2 separate regions of the Capra hircus genome follow, and region 2 is linked to region 1. The links are chromatin contacts, called in public Hi-C maps. All regions are on one chromosome and are shown on one strand. Each heading gives the region's core, a stretch centred on a gene start, on an enhancer-like site or on the middle of the called end of the contact. The rest is flanking DNA. Distances are from core to core; before and after follow the strand shown. Region 1 overlaps TBC1D2B (TBC1 domain family member 2B). Region 2 overlaps SH2D7 (SH2 domain-containing protein 7).

Evidence for each region. Hi-C and Micro-C count contacts between places; a contact is called where the count stands out from the background.
Region 2: a contact with region 1 is called in a Hi-C map of blood, with 8 times the contacts expected there. The contact joins two enhancer-like sites. A contact is called at or near these places in 2 of 5 Hi-C or Micro-C datasets (both in blood).

Annotation. Positions count from the first base shown.
Region 1 is chr21:29,968,759-29,975,601 of ARS1.2, forward strand. TBC1D2B (TBC1 domain family member 2B) reads right to left here. Exons shown (of 13, transcript XM_005695084.3): 13 at 4,706-6,843. ADAMTS7 (A disintegrin and metalloproteinase with thrombospondin motifs 7) reads left to right here. Exons shown (of 24, transcript XM_018066125.1): 23 at 305-467; 24 at 2,772-3,162. The coding sequence ends at 2,923. Among named protein-coding and RNA genes, the nearest start is that of TRNAS-CGA, 8.4 kb to the right of the region's middle. Within about 2 kb of position 5,418, at least 1 of the 5 cell types and tissues checked has an H3K27ac peak or open chromatin away from gene starts, as enhancers often do.
Region 2 is chr21:30,082,972-30,090,147 of ARS1.2, forward strand. SH2D7 (SH2 domain-containing protein 7) reads left to right here. Exons shown (of 6, transcript XM_005695184.2): 4 at 1-93; 5 at 1,685-2,422; 6 at 3,847-5,041. The coding sequence ends at 3,897. It overlaps CIB2 (calcium and integrin-binding family member 2), which reads right to left. Exons shown (of 6, transcript XM_005695085.3): 5 at 6,129-6,324; 6 at 5,117-5,724. The coding sequence ends at 5,703. Among named protein-coding and RNA genes, the nearest start is that of SH2D7, 9.1 kb to the left of the region's middle. Within about 2 kb of position 1,925, at least 1 of the 5 cell types and tissues checked has an H3K27ac peak or open chromatin away from gene starts, as enhancers often do.

The DNA.
Region 1 (6,843 bases), core at 4,168-6,667:
TCCTGAGAAGCTTTGTCTCCCTCCCTTCCACTGCCCATGCAGTTCCCCCAGCTCCAGGGCATGTACCATCCCATGTGAGGGGCCGACAGCTTCTCCCCCCACCACTCCCCTGCCCCATTCCTGCAAGTGAACACTGGTGGCCTCTGGGGACAGACCAGACCCTCTGAGGAGGCCGGAGTGTTGGGGCTGGGAACCAGGAGCCAGGCTTCCTGGCAAAGGCAGCCACTGCCGTGGGGATGGCCTGGGATGCCCCCCTGCAGGGCTGGCCTAGGGGATGCTCACCCCCCGCCCCTGCTCCCCGCAGTGCTCAGCCCCCTGTGGCGGCGGTGTTCAGCGGCGCCTGGTCAAGTGCGTCAACACCCAGACTGGGCTGCCCGAGGAAGACAGCGATCTGTGCGGCCACGAGGCCTGGCCTGAGAGCTCACGGCCGTGCGGCACCCAGGACTGTGAGCTCACCGAGCCGCCACGTGAGTGCCCCACCTGGCTCTCTGGTGGGGCTGGGGGTGAGGTGGACGGTGGGGACATGGGACTCATGGAATTGTCCCCCCATAGCACAGGCTGATGGAGGGGGTGCCATGCAGAGGCTGGGGCAGTGCTGGGGTCAGAGCAAGGGGCGTCCCGCCCTGCAGGCAGCTCAGGGAGGAGTGGAAGCAGCAGCCTGGCCCCCCGGCGAGCTCCTTTCCTCTCTGGGTCTCAGTTACCCCCTCTTCCTGGAGTGAGGCTAGGGATGTCCCCGAGATTGGGGCCCAGGCCTGGGGGAACCCCTCTCCCCAGTTCTGGCCAGAGGAAGACTGTCCAGAGCAAGCTGTGTGACCCTGGGAAAGGACCTCCCTCCTAGGGTCCTGCTCCCAGCAGCTGGTGGCTTCCTGGCCAGCTGGGTCCTCCTGGAGAAAGAGCCTGAGCCAGAGACACACACATATACACACTTGCGCACACACACACACACTTCCTTCCTGCAGCTCAGCCGCCCCCCTGCAGTGCTGAGCACAGGAAACGGTGGCCCTGTGGTCACACCTGGCCTCCGCTCACCAGCTGTGTAGCCTGGAACTCCCTTCCCTGTCTTATGCACGAAGGGACAGACAACCCCCCTCCTCCAAATGATGTCTTGGGCTGAAGAGCCCAGGCGGTGCCCAGGGAAGGCTGGCTTCTTCTTCTCCCTCGTGGACACTGTCATCCCCACCATGAGGTCTGCAGGAGCGCCTGGGACTGCCTCTGTTGGGAACCCAGCAGCTCCTCTGCCGTCAACTGTCTGGCCCCTGCCCAGGGGACAGAGACCCCTCCCCAGGACAGACATGGCCCTCAGCTGGCTTCCAGGGCCTCCAGGGTACCTGCCCCAAGCTGCCTTCTGTACCAGCAACTGGCTCCTTGGCAGCCCTTGGGCAGGCCCAGCCTAGCCAGTGCCATGCCTTGCTGCCCCTGCCACTGGCAGGGAAGGCCTTGCTGCCCCATTACCTCGAGGCCCAGCAGAAATCCCACCCGCCCCGAGTGCCCTGCCCTGCGCATTCATCCAGCAGGCACCGCCACACGGCCTGCACATTGCCCTAAGGTAGCTGTTGGTGCCCAAGTGAGCCGCTTAAGGGGGGAGGCCAAAGAAGTGACCAGGACGCTGTGCCCCTGGAGTCCCCAGGATGTTTTGATGACTTGTTGGCAGGACGTCTGAAAAGTCTGGAAACTCCAGGGTGTGCAGTCATCACTGTGAGGCAGCTGACATAGCAAGGCCACATCCGTTTGCCTGTGGAGGTGGGGATTACTGGCAGCGGAGGGGACTAGGGCCCCCTGAGAAGTTCAGAAACTTGCCTGAGGTCTCAACAGTGGGAACAGGACGCAGGTTGGCGGATGTGTAGGTTAGAGCCGCTGCCCAGAGCCGGGGTGGGGGATCCGGCCTGCTTCCTCGTGCCCTCAGCTGGGCCCCGGGGATGTCCCAGGACCAGGGCTGCCAGTTGCCTTCTTGCTTCTCCTCCCACGGGATGTCTGCTGAAGTGAGCAGGGCCAGGCGGCAGCTGGAGGCTGTCACCGGCAGCGGGAGCGAGGCCAGGAGGCTGGAAGCAAGCCACTTCCCAAAATAGCTCTGATAAGCATGGGGCAGGAGGGCCGGCCAAACCTCAGCCTCGGACAGGCGGCCTCCGTTTGTCCCTCCTCAGGAGGTCTGGGCTCTGCTGACGGGCTGATGGCCCAGGTCACACCTCCTCTCCTGGGGCCTCAGTGACTGGCCTGGCTGACGGGACTCTGCCGGGGTGCGCGACCTGGAGGCTGAGGCTGGGTACAGCCCAGGGGGCAGGGAGGTCTGGCAGGACAGGTGCCTTTGGCTAGAGGGTAGGGGTAGGGGGCAGAGGCCACTGTAGGCTGGCAGGAGGCCCCTGGGACTTCAGTTGTGTGCCAGGCCCTTGGGGTCACTCAGGGTCCACAGAGACGGAAAGGGTGGCACGCTCCTTGGCTTCTCACAAGCCCCTGAGGAGTCAGGGCTGGGGTCTCAGGGTCTTCCTCTGGACACCCGAGCCCAGCAGGCCCAGTTCCCCAGTCCTAGGGTGTGGGTCCAGGCCAAGGGCAGGAGGGACAGGGAGCAGCTGGAGATCTACTCCTCAGGTCAAGGGGAGACCTTCCAGAAACAGCAGGCTGACGCTTTGGGGGTGGCTGCAGGTCTTCTTAAGGTCTTTGGGGGACAGGGAGATGGCCGAGGTAAAATCTCAGAGAAGCTCCTCCCCCGTGGCGTGGGCAGGGGGGTGTTCGGGGTGCCCAGCCTGTGGGTCCTGACCCGCCCTCTGCTCCCCTAGGCTGCGAGCGCGATCGCCTGTCCTTCGGTTTCTGTGAGACGCTGCGCCTGCTGGGCCGCTGCCAGCTGCCCACCGTCCGCGCCCAGTGCTGCCGCTCCTGTCCCCCGCCCGGTGTCCCCTCCCGCGGCCACCAGAGGGTCGCCCGCCGCTGACCCGCGCCCCGGCCCCCAGCGGCCAGGACGCACAGACAGACTGACGCACGGACCTCAGCGCCCAGCATGGGCTGTGGCGGAGCCCCGCCCCTCACGCCCTAATGGTGCTAACCAGGGATCCCACCAGTGGCAGGCTGGGGATCCCTTCCTCTCAGAAAAGGTATTTTTTTATTCTAACAGTTTGAATAACATTTATTATTATTATTGTCGTAATAAACAGGCATCTACTGTTTCCAAGTGCAGCCTGGCTTCCTCTTGGCGTGGGGGAGCTCCTCCTTGCCATGGTTAGAGAGCATCTTTTCAGTCCGCTCCTCTGGGAGGTCTGCAGGGAGAGAGGGGCCCGTGGGGACAGGAAGGGTGGAGGGAGTCAAAGCAGACGCAGGCTTCTAGAGGAGGTGTGTGCTGGTAACAGGTGGTGGGAAGGTTTTTTGGGCACAGATACAGCCTGGCAGAGGCCCAGGGGGTGCTGGTCCCAACCCTTACTTCATGGCCCCTGCTCAGCCCCCCACCCGGCCCTTTCCAGACCCCTGCATTTCACAGGGATTGAGCCACACCCCCTTGAGAAGCAAGGCCCATCTTGTCACCAGCAGGGTCTACCCCTGGAGTGAACCCCATGGACACATCCCTGGCCCCGGCTTCACCTGTCAAGTCTGTCTGTACCAGGAGGGGGGAGGAGCAGACAGGTCAGACCCACCGTTGTTGGCCCTTTTATCTCTGTGCTCAGGGACAGGGCTGGGCTGGCTCCTTCCTCACTGGCAGTCCCAGGTGCTGGCTCTTGCTCTGTTGACACGTGGTCCTGCCACCCAGCAGCTGCCACACCAGCCCCTCCCTGCCTGCCACACCTTGTTCCACGGAGCCAGACTGTGGTGAATACACAGGGAGCAGATGGGCACGAGGTGTTTTGAAGTGTGTCCTGGGCCCTGGTGAGGGGTGCAGAGGCTGAAGGCCAGGAAGTGACCTGAACAGGCTCTGGCCCTCACCTCTGGCTGTGAACCTTGGGCTTGACCGTTTTATAGTCTGCTCACGAGTGCTGCTTCTGGAAGGGGCTTGTCCCCCTTCTCCACTCACATTCTGTTCTGTGGCCCCGGGGACCCCTGCTCTGAGGAATGGCTTCCCAGGGCCTTCCACTACGGCAAGCCCTTACAAGGAATGGGGAGCAGGGGCTAGCGCTGGTCCCAGTCCCAGTTGGCCCACTGCTGTTGTGCTCTGTGACCCCAGGAGCACCAAGCCTCGCTGAATCCGGGTCTCGGGAAGAGGTAAACTCCCCAGCTCCTCGCCTGCTCTGTCTGGGAATCTCTACTGGAGCTCCCTCACGCCGTCACACTGTGGCAAGATATTTGGTCTTAATCATTCTCGTGTGTTTTTCCGATGATGGGGGGTGAGGGAGTGGCATCCCCAGCGGCAGCTGGGCCTGAGCTGTCAGCCTAGGCAGGAGGCAAACAACCCGTGACTCAGGCAGGGCACGTCACTGCTGGTGGAAGGAGGGGTGCCTGCTGTCCGATGGTTTAGGGGCTGCTCTGGACACAGGGAACTCCGGCTCCTGGCTCCTGACCCCTGACCCACCCTGTGTGCCCAGCCCTCAACTGCAGCTTGGCCATGGCTTCAGGGCCTTCCAGGGCTGAAGGCATTCTGTCCCACCTGCTCAGAGCAAACCAAAGGCAGGGATGCAGAAATACACAGTGGAAGGTCGAGAGCCACCCCCCAACCCCACTTAAGCCCTGTCCCACCTTTCAAGCCTTTGGGGCTGAGTCCCTTCACAAGTGAATGTAACTGCATTTCAAGTCAGAATGTTATACAAATTAGTTTATTTTGCCTTTTAGTAGGACAATTCCAAAATTTAACTGGAAGATAAGCACAGAAGCTGCTGGGACATGGAAGGAAAAGAGTCACTTGGCAATACCCCGAGTCCGCCACTGCTGGCATCCAGCCTCCCAGGACACAGGCAGGAAGGCAACGGCATGCAAAGTGAGGAGTGGGATTTGTGCAGTAATACAAACATTTAGTTAACAACAGCGGACTGGCTATTTGCCTAGAGTGCTTCCTATATTGATATAACAGAAGCCAGAGCCGTTCCCAGCAATCAACAGTCCTGGCTGGTGTGGGACAGCTGTCAGCATGACTGCAAGTAGCCCCAAGGCTACCTGGGGTAAGAAGTGGGCCCACGTGTACACAGGGGAAGTCAGTGATGGTCAAGACTGGAAGTCAGAGAGGGTACAGACATGAACAGTGGTTCTGGAGGCTCAGGTTTACATACACACGAGAGACCATGTTATACAAAATAGATGTACATAATCTAGAAAACCTTGATAAAAATAGCCTATAAAAATATAAACTGTAGTGAAAATATACAAAAATATAAACAAATGTTCAACCCATAAAAAAAGAACTCACCAACATGAAAGCTGGCAGTTCCCACCTGGTGTGATAAGGGCGGCTCCCCTGGCCGTGGTGTGCGCGTCTGGGAAGCTGGCTGAAGGCTGCCCCGCCCCAGGCTGGGATGGAGGCAGCGCCTGTCAGAAGGGGAGGATACGGAGCTACTCTTTCCTCCGCAGCACAAGAAGGGAAGCGCTGGCTCGAAGTAGTGGGGACAGCCCCGACAGCTGTGGAGAAGGAGTTGGCCCCATCCTGTCCCCAGTCTGCAATCGGGTCAGGCAATGCCTCTCCCACCTCTGCACAAGCAAGTGTTCCTGGCCCATTCCCTCCATGACCTCTCTCTGCTGTCCCACACCCACTGCCTGGCCACTGACGGTGACAGCCTGGAAATACTAACACCCCACTGACCGCTCAGGGAACGGCCGACACCAGGGGCTTCAGCCACACACGGCAGGTGCCCGGGCCCAATTCAGGTGCTTGTAAGATAAGTCTTTTCAAGGCAGGGAGGACAAAACAAGCCTATTGCTGAAGTCAGCATGTTAGTCCCCAGGATGTGACAGTTCCAGGGGAAATCACCTTAGGGGAAACTAAAATCTCAAGGAAGCTGGCGCTGTCCAGCCCCATTCCTCCTGCCATCCCCAGAGGCTGCCGGCCCCTAGGCTGGCGGCAGAGGCGGGAGGCGGTCTCCACCAGCCCCAGTGGTCCTGTGGGGGTCTGTGCAGAGCGAGGCTGCAGCCTCGCTTCAGAGTGAACCCACTCACAAGACGACTTCCCGGAGACGTCTGGCCTCAATTCCTGAAGACCAAAATAATAACAACATACATTTTGATACCTACATATGGAGGCCAGCTCCCTGGACACAGTGAAAAATCAAACCAACCAGCTTAACCAAAGACAGAAAAATGGAACTTGGTCTAATCTGCTGAAACGCTGTCCAGGCTACGAGACTGCTAGAACCCTGACAGCCAGAAAGGAAAAACTATGCTCATGAAAAAAAAGCACTTCTTCAAGTTACAGTGCTTCAATAATCTGAGTGTGTTTAATGTCCACCAGGGGTTAGTTCCAATTTTTTCCAGGTAGTGAAAAAAAAAAAATCCACTAAAAACTTTTTCTTTCCTATTTGACTAATATTGTCCAGGAAAACAGCCTCACATCAGTACATCAGGGATGGTCCACAGAATGATTATGCAAAACTAATCTTCCTTGCACAGAGCCTCTTTCCGGGCCTTCAGAAGGGTCCTGCTCTAAGTATCCCAGAACTGCCTGGGCAGCCTGACACACTGGGGATGGTAGTGACCCCACAGGGGAGGACGGCTGCTGAGTACAGGATTTCTCAACGTGGCAGTGGGGACGGGACGCCCCTGGGAGGGCTCACCAAAGTTCTGACCTCAAGTGAAGGTACCTCAGGCCCTGGCAGCTGGCCTCCCACCACCCCAGCCCAGCACACTGGCTGTTCCCAAGGAAGCCATGGCTTCCAGCTGCCTGACAGCAATCACTCTGCAGCTGCACCGCCACCCTGAAAGCACTCCCGGAACAGCTCCCTGCAT
Region 2 (7,176 bases), core at 675-3,174, 110 kb after region 1:
CCTGCCTCTCCAAAGCACCAGGTCTCCTTCCTCCACAAAAGGAGGAGCCTGGATGCAAGTCCCTGGAATCTCTCCGAGGAAGAAAGCATGGAGGTGAGAAGGATTCTGGGCCACTGAGGGTCAGGGTTGCTAGACCAGGAATGTGGCTGCCACGCCCACAGTCAGGCCTGGAGCGGCCACCCCAGCCAGCCCCTCAGGCTGTGGAGGCCGACTCCCAGGCCCTCTGGGAGAGGAGTGGCCCAGTTTGGAATCACCCAGTGGTTCACCCATGCCTGCCTCTGCTACCTGGATTTGGTTCAAACCCTGGCTTGGCCTTTCTGTCTGAGTGACTTTGGTCAAGTCACATAACCTCTCTGAGTCTCAGTTTACCAATCCTGAGGTTCCATTGAGGCTTGAATGAGGGAATGGATATACAATGTCTGAAAAAATCCCTTTGTAAACTATAGAGTGGGGTGCCTGTGAGTCAATACTTTATTGTCCGTAGCGCCTTTGCAGGAGGGACTCACGGAGACTTATTTTTTTTTTAATATATATCAGATCACAGAATGTCAAGGGCTTCTCCTCTGGTTTAAAATAAAATCTGAAAGCTTCACCAGGGTTCACAAGGGCCTCCTCAGGGGCCCTGCTCCCTCTCCTCCTCCTTCACTTTTCTCTAACCTCACTCACCTTTGGATCTTCCTTAAACACGCCAGCCTTGTTCCCACCTCAGGGCCTTTGCACTTGCTGACCCACTGCCTGGAATACTCTTCCCACCAGATGCCCACATGGCTGCTACCCTCGCTGCATGCCATTCTCTGCTTAGATGCCCTCTCCTCAGAAAGGACCGCCTAAACTGTGGAAAATATCCCATCTCCCACCTGCCATTGTCCAGATCCCATTCCTCAGCTTTGTTCTTCTTCATGGTACCGATCATGAGCTGACAGTATATTATCTTGTGATACACTATTATATGGGGGTGCTTCCCAGGTGGCTCAGAGGTAAAGAATCCGCCTGCCAATGCAGGAGACACAAGAGATGCGGGTTCGATCCCTGGGTCGGGAAGATCCTCTGGAGAAGGCTATGGCAGCCCACTCCAGTATTCTTGCTGTGATAGGCAGAGAAGCCTGGTGGACTACAGTCCATAGGGTTGCAGAGAGTCAGACACGACTGAGTGACTGAGCATGCATGCTATTATATCATGTATTACATCAGCCACATTAAACAAAAACAAGAGTAGTATGTTGCCCATCTCCAGGTTAGAATGTAAACTTCCGAGAGGTGGTCTTGCTCATTATGAAGCCCTTGGCACCTGGGACAGTGTCTACACAGTTCTTACTAAATATTTGTTGAATAATTACACAATTGATGGACTTGAGGGTAGCCCATTCTGAAGGTGAAGGGAGCAGTAAGTGGGTGAATGCAGGGGTCTCCCTGGGGGGCAGGGGAGAGAGGAGCAGGACAGGATGATCTCCGGTGGGAGACAGAGCTCATGACCCCTGACCTTGAATGCCAATGTAAGGACCATACTCAGGAGTCCTAGAACATGAAGCTGGCAGGGACCCTGAATGTCCACCAACCCCTGTACATAACAGTCAGGTAAATGAGTCCAAGGCCAAGGTCCTCAGCTTCTCTGAGCGAGCTTCATTTTAGCTGAGGGCAGCCTGGTGGCAGGGTAATCTTTCAGAAGTTCTGTCCCTCTCTCCAGGCCCCTGTCAAGGCGCCCCCGCTCCCGGAGAGGAGAGCTTCCCATCTGAGCAACTCTTTTGGAGGCTCCAACAACATCATCTATGCAGACCTGAGAAAGATGAACCAGGCCCGGCTAGGCCTGGGCACGGATGTATCCGGCTGGCAGGGGCCAGTTCCAGGTGGCAGCCAGGCCTGTTCTCCAGGCAAGGAGGCCCCGAGGAGACTTTCAGATGGAAGCCAGAACAAGCCTGATGGCCCAGGACCTGCCCTGTCTGGGGTGAGCCCAGACCAGGGCCCTAGAGTGTCTCCCACTTCTTGGGGCCGCCTCCTGCCTTCCAGCTCTGAGGCCTCAGGATCCTCAGGGGCTACCTGGAGCCAGGGGTCTTCAAAACTGAGCTGTGGGGCCCAGCCCTGCTCCCAGAGCAGTTGTGCAGACACCTACGAGTCCATCTGGACAGAAGACCTCCCTGAGGATGCCAGGGATGTGCCACGCAGGGAAGGCGGCAGTGCCTATGAGCAGATTGCAGTCTGCTGGGGGGGCCCAGCCAGGACCCCCTACCCTGGGATGAGCCCCACATACAGCAAGCTTTCAGGGTTCATGGACTGTGGTTATGAGAGGATCTCGGGGGTCCCAGAGCTCCCAGAGCCCAGACACACCTATGAACAAATCCCAGGAGCAAGCAGCCAGGAGCAAGGAGGCTGGACGGACACACAAATCCAAGCAGCCAGGAGCAAGGAGGCTGGACAGACACACAAGGTGGGCTCCAGGGTGGGGCGGGGTGGCTGCCAGCCCGCAGGGAGCTTCTGGTGAAGGAGGGAACCTGTGGCCCTCAAACACGGGTGGGTCAGGTCAGCACCACACCCAGAACTTCCCAGCCCTGACTTCTGCTTGGAGAAGGTGGGAGAGGCAGAGGTTAGGATGTAAGATGGGAACTTTCAGGCCCTTCTGAAGTCTTTCTCTGGGGCAGGACTCCTGCCACTGCAGGGGTCTCAGAGCCTCAGAGAGGTGGACAAGGACCCTGGCTCCAGGTTTGACTTGCCTTGTCCCTTTCCATGGCTCAGGCACTCCCTACCCATGTGGCTTTGGGCAAAATAGTTTCCCATGCAACTAAGATCACCAGATTCAGCAAGATAAAATACAACACACCCAGTTAATCTGAATTTCAGATAAACAATGAGTAATGTTTTTTAGCATAGTTACCAGTACTGTATTATTCCTTATTTATCTGAAGTTCAAACTTAGCTGGGCATCCTGTACTCTTATTTAGCATCTACCCAGGATCTAGCTCCATTTCCTCATCTGTAAAATGGGCTGGTCCTGTGCTGTGTCCAGGGGTGGCTGCCCAGGAGATGATGCTAGCCATCCCCGTGTGCTCAGGATACAGCCCAGAGACAGCTGCCAATAGATAACTGTTATTCCTGGGGGTTTCTGACTAAGAAAGGAGAAAGGGGGGGGGGGGGCAAAGACCAGGAGGATGGAGGGAGGCGAGTCAGAGCTCCCAGGGAGGCAGAGGAACCCTCCCAAGGGTTCACACCAGTGTACTTGCCTGTACCTGCAGCCGACGAGCCAGGCGAGCCCCCCTCCAAGGCGGCAGCCTCAGACCTCCAGCATGCGCAGACCTCCTCTCCCAGCCTAAACAGTGAAACCCTGAGATCGCAGATGAAAGGCCTTCACCAGAAGCTCTGCCAGCTCCTCCCTCGGGGCAGGGTTGTACCCACTTACCCCAGGACAGGGAACTCCCCTGGTTCAAGACAGCCTCTGAGGTCCTGACTCCCAGGACCACAGATCCTGCCTGTGGACAGTCCTTCTAAGAACTACATAAGCCACATCCCCCGTCTGCTCCTCCTCCGGCTGCCTAGTCCTTCTGGGTGCTGAAGGCACCACATACACCACCCTCCCATCCTATCTAGGGCGTGGCTGAGGCAGAGAGGGCTGGGGTGGGGACCTCCGGAGACCCAGTGAAGGAAAGGGGGTGAGAGCGAGCGAGTTCTTCATCCCAACCAGAGGGCTGGAGTTTCTGGTGCTGTGAGGGGCTGTGGAGCAATTAGTATCTGCATTCCAACCTGGCCTTTCTCTGGCCTTGGGCCCCAGCTCCTAGTCCCTGTGGAGGGACCCTCTGAGCCTGGCTCTCCCTGCCCTGTCCCGGGACCCAGGCTCCAGCATCCTGTCCTTCCTTGCAGCCTGACAAGCTCCGGAGGCTCTTCTTCACAGATAAGAAGCACAAACCTTGAGGAGACCTGGCTTCCAGCGGCCCACCAGCGGGATTCCTGGGCCCGGGGCCACACCAGAGGTTATTAGGAAGCTCTCAGCTTGTTTGAAGGCACCCCTTGGACCCTCAAACCCAACCAGCCTGCTTTGGAACCAGGCTCCGAGACAGCCTAGATGCCCACCAGCAACAGGGTGGGAGGGGACCTTCCAGTCTCCTGCTGCTCAGGACTGAGTCCCACTCCCCACCCCAGGGCCTCCCACCCATCCAGAGGAAGTCACAGCCTGAGAGGAGGGGGGACCAGCCAAAGGCAGGGGTGAGCGCCCCCCGCTTCCAAGATGAGCAGGCTGGGGGGCTCCTGGACGATTGATGGAGCTGGCCTCCCACCACTGAACACTTACTGAGCATGGGACAGGCCCTGTGGCATGGCTGGCATCTTAGCTGAGTGATGTCATACAGTTGCTCCGGAGACCAAAACCAGTCCCCCTCATTGTGGCCCTATCAGAGAGCCGGGGTGGGAAGTAGCAGCAGAGTGCCATCTCAGAGGGGAGGTTCTGACCCTGGGGCAGCTGAGCTCTGCCCCATCCCCTCTGCCCCTCTCCGCCCCCACCTTTATGCGGGCCACATAATGCAAGGTGGGCAGACCCTGGTCCGACCCTTCTGCTGCAGATGAGTGAGCCGGGTGGCGGGCAGGGAGGGACAGAGAACCAGAGAGGAGCAGCAACCTGCCTGAGGCTGCAGAGTCAGCAGCCTGGGCGCCACTGGGCGGTTTCTGGAGTCAGCCAGTGGGTGCTTGCTGGCCTCCCTATATAACCAGGTCACCCTCATCTGTGCTCTGCCTCCAGCCAGTGGTGGTCTTTAGGGGTGGCTCTCAGACCCCTCCTAACGCAGGCCCAAACCTGGCCAGCTGCCCGGGCTCAGCCTGAGTACTGCTGGGTGGTTCCTGGAGCCAGCCAGTGGGCGCCTGCCGGCCATCCCTATGTGACTGGTCACCATGGACCCGGCCCCGTGACTGATACAGACGTTCGCTGGAATGGCTCTCACTATGAGGGACGTGGAGATGATTTTTCACCCAACATCGGCTCTTCATGGAGCTCCCTAGGATCTGGGGCCCAGATATGTCTCCTCCCAAGGACACAAGCACTGAAATAAAGTTGGTGCCGAAGGTGGGAATGCAGAGCTTAATCTCAAGAGGTGAGGTGCTCATGGGGAGATTTCAAGGAGAAAAGGGGTCAACAAACAGAGAACATGAAAGTGTTTTACTACCAGGAGTTCACAAATCTGGACAGCACACACCACTGAGGATTCCATGTCGTCGGGGAGGGCGGATGGGGTGGTGGACAGGGGCCGAGTCCTTGCACCCACGGTTCCCACAGCTTCACATTGGGAAGGGCTGGGGAGAAGGAACAGACGGGCCCGGGGTGCAGCCCAGCTGTGGGCTCTAGAGAAAGATTGCATAGCTTGTTAAACCTTGTCCTCTTTTTGTTTTTCCATTTGCCCTGGGCAACCCGGGTGCCTGCCCAGCACTTGGACAAGTCAGCACCCCAGCCCAGTTAGGGGTTCCTCCTCCCCCTCCCACTGGGGCCATTTCTGATGGGAGTAGGGAAAGTGGGGGAAGAGAGGGAGGGCCTGGGGAGGGCCCACAGGGGGACTGGGAAGGGCCCTACTCCTGATATCCCCCCTTCCCTGGTTTTTTTTTTTTTTTTGCTGAAAGGGCCAAAGAAGTGTTTGTGGGTGTAAACCGCCGAGGCCACAGCTCCACTCCTGGGGAGCTTGGAGGTCACACTCATGCGGGCACCAGGCCGGATGGTTGGCTTCTGGTCACTGTCCTCAGATCCGGATGTGGAAAGTGCTGGAAAGAAGGAAAGAGCAAGAAGGGGTGAGTGGCTCTGGACCGGGTGCGTAAAGGTCCTCGCAGAAAGCCAACCAGGCCCCGCGTCCAACCCTGGACAGTCCCTCCGGGAGGACACAGAGTTCATGAATAATCCACACGGGGGAACGAAGGCCTGGAGGGCCAGCCGTGCCTGCGCGTCCAACCCCACCTGACCAAAGGGCCCCCAGGTCTTATCCTTCCCCCGAGAGCTCGGCCCTGCTGGGGACAGCGGGCTCACCAGGCACACACTGGGGGCAGCTGGGCCTGGAGCCTGACCTGCCTCCTGGGCCGCACGGGGCCTGCAGCGCCACTGCTGTTAGGGGTCTCCCGGCTGCAGCCCCCATGAGGCCCACCCGACCCAAGCCAGCCCCTTGGAGCCGCACCTGAGGAAGTCCGGGGCCTTGGCGATCATGTCCTCAAAGTCTGCGAAGCCCAGTTTGCCGTCACCGTCGAGGTCGGCCTCTTCGATGACCTTGTCACACACCAGCACCACCTCGTCCTCGTCCAGCTCCGACTTGGTGAGCCGGGCTAGCGTCAGCTGCAGGTCCTCCTTGCAAATGAAGTTGTCTGTGTTGAAGTCTGCAGGGAGGGGGTGGGGACACTCAGGCCACTCTCCTCCAAGCTGGTCACACCAGACACCTCCCCGCGCACCCTCTGGGGACACTGGATCCTGCTCTTCAGCCAACCGGGACCAAGGGGGCTCACCCACAAGGCACCTCTGGACACCACATTCAACAGACCCACATTCACCATCTGCACAAACCCCCAGCACGACGGCAAGCACACACTTAGCCTGAGACACTTGGAATGTCCAAATCTGAGGCTTCCTGGGAACATGAGACCCAGGCCAAATGGCCCTCCTAGCTCTGCCCCACAGTAGACTTCGTGTTCCCTCTAGAGCTAAAGAAACCAAGGCCCAGACAGGCCAAATGACTGAATCAAGGTCAGATGTCTGCTTGGATGGGAAGCTGGGATGCTGACCAGGGCCTGGTTGATGCTAAGACCCACATTTTCTAAACTGCACCACATTGCCTCTGGCCCCTAGCCAGACAAGGAGGCCAGGAGACTCAGAAGGCCCTCAGAAAGGCCCCATGCCTGGCTTCAAAGAGCAGGGAACGATTTGATTCTAATCCTTGGCAAAAGGCACTACCGCTGCCCACAGCCCAGCAACACGTCCAGAGGGCCGAGCCACACAGGCTCATGGAGGGAATGGGAACACCCTTCTGACTGCCTTTCAACCCAACTGTCAACTCTTTCTTCGCCCGTGCTGTTTCTTCTACGTGGACGGCACTTCCCATGTATCTGTGTAGCAGACTCCATCAAGTTTTAGCTCAAACCCCTCCTCCTGGTTGGTTGGGGGCTGGGGGCCGGGGGCGGGGGTGGGGGTGGCACTTCCTAGACATAAGGGCTCTTCTTGCCAACTGGCCAAAC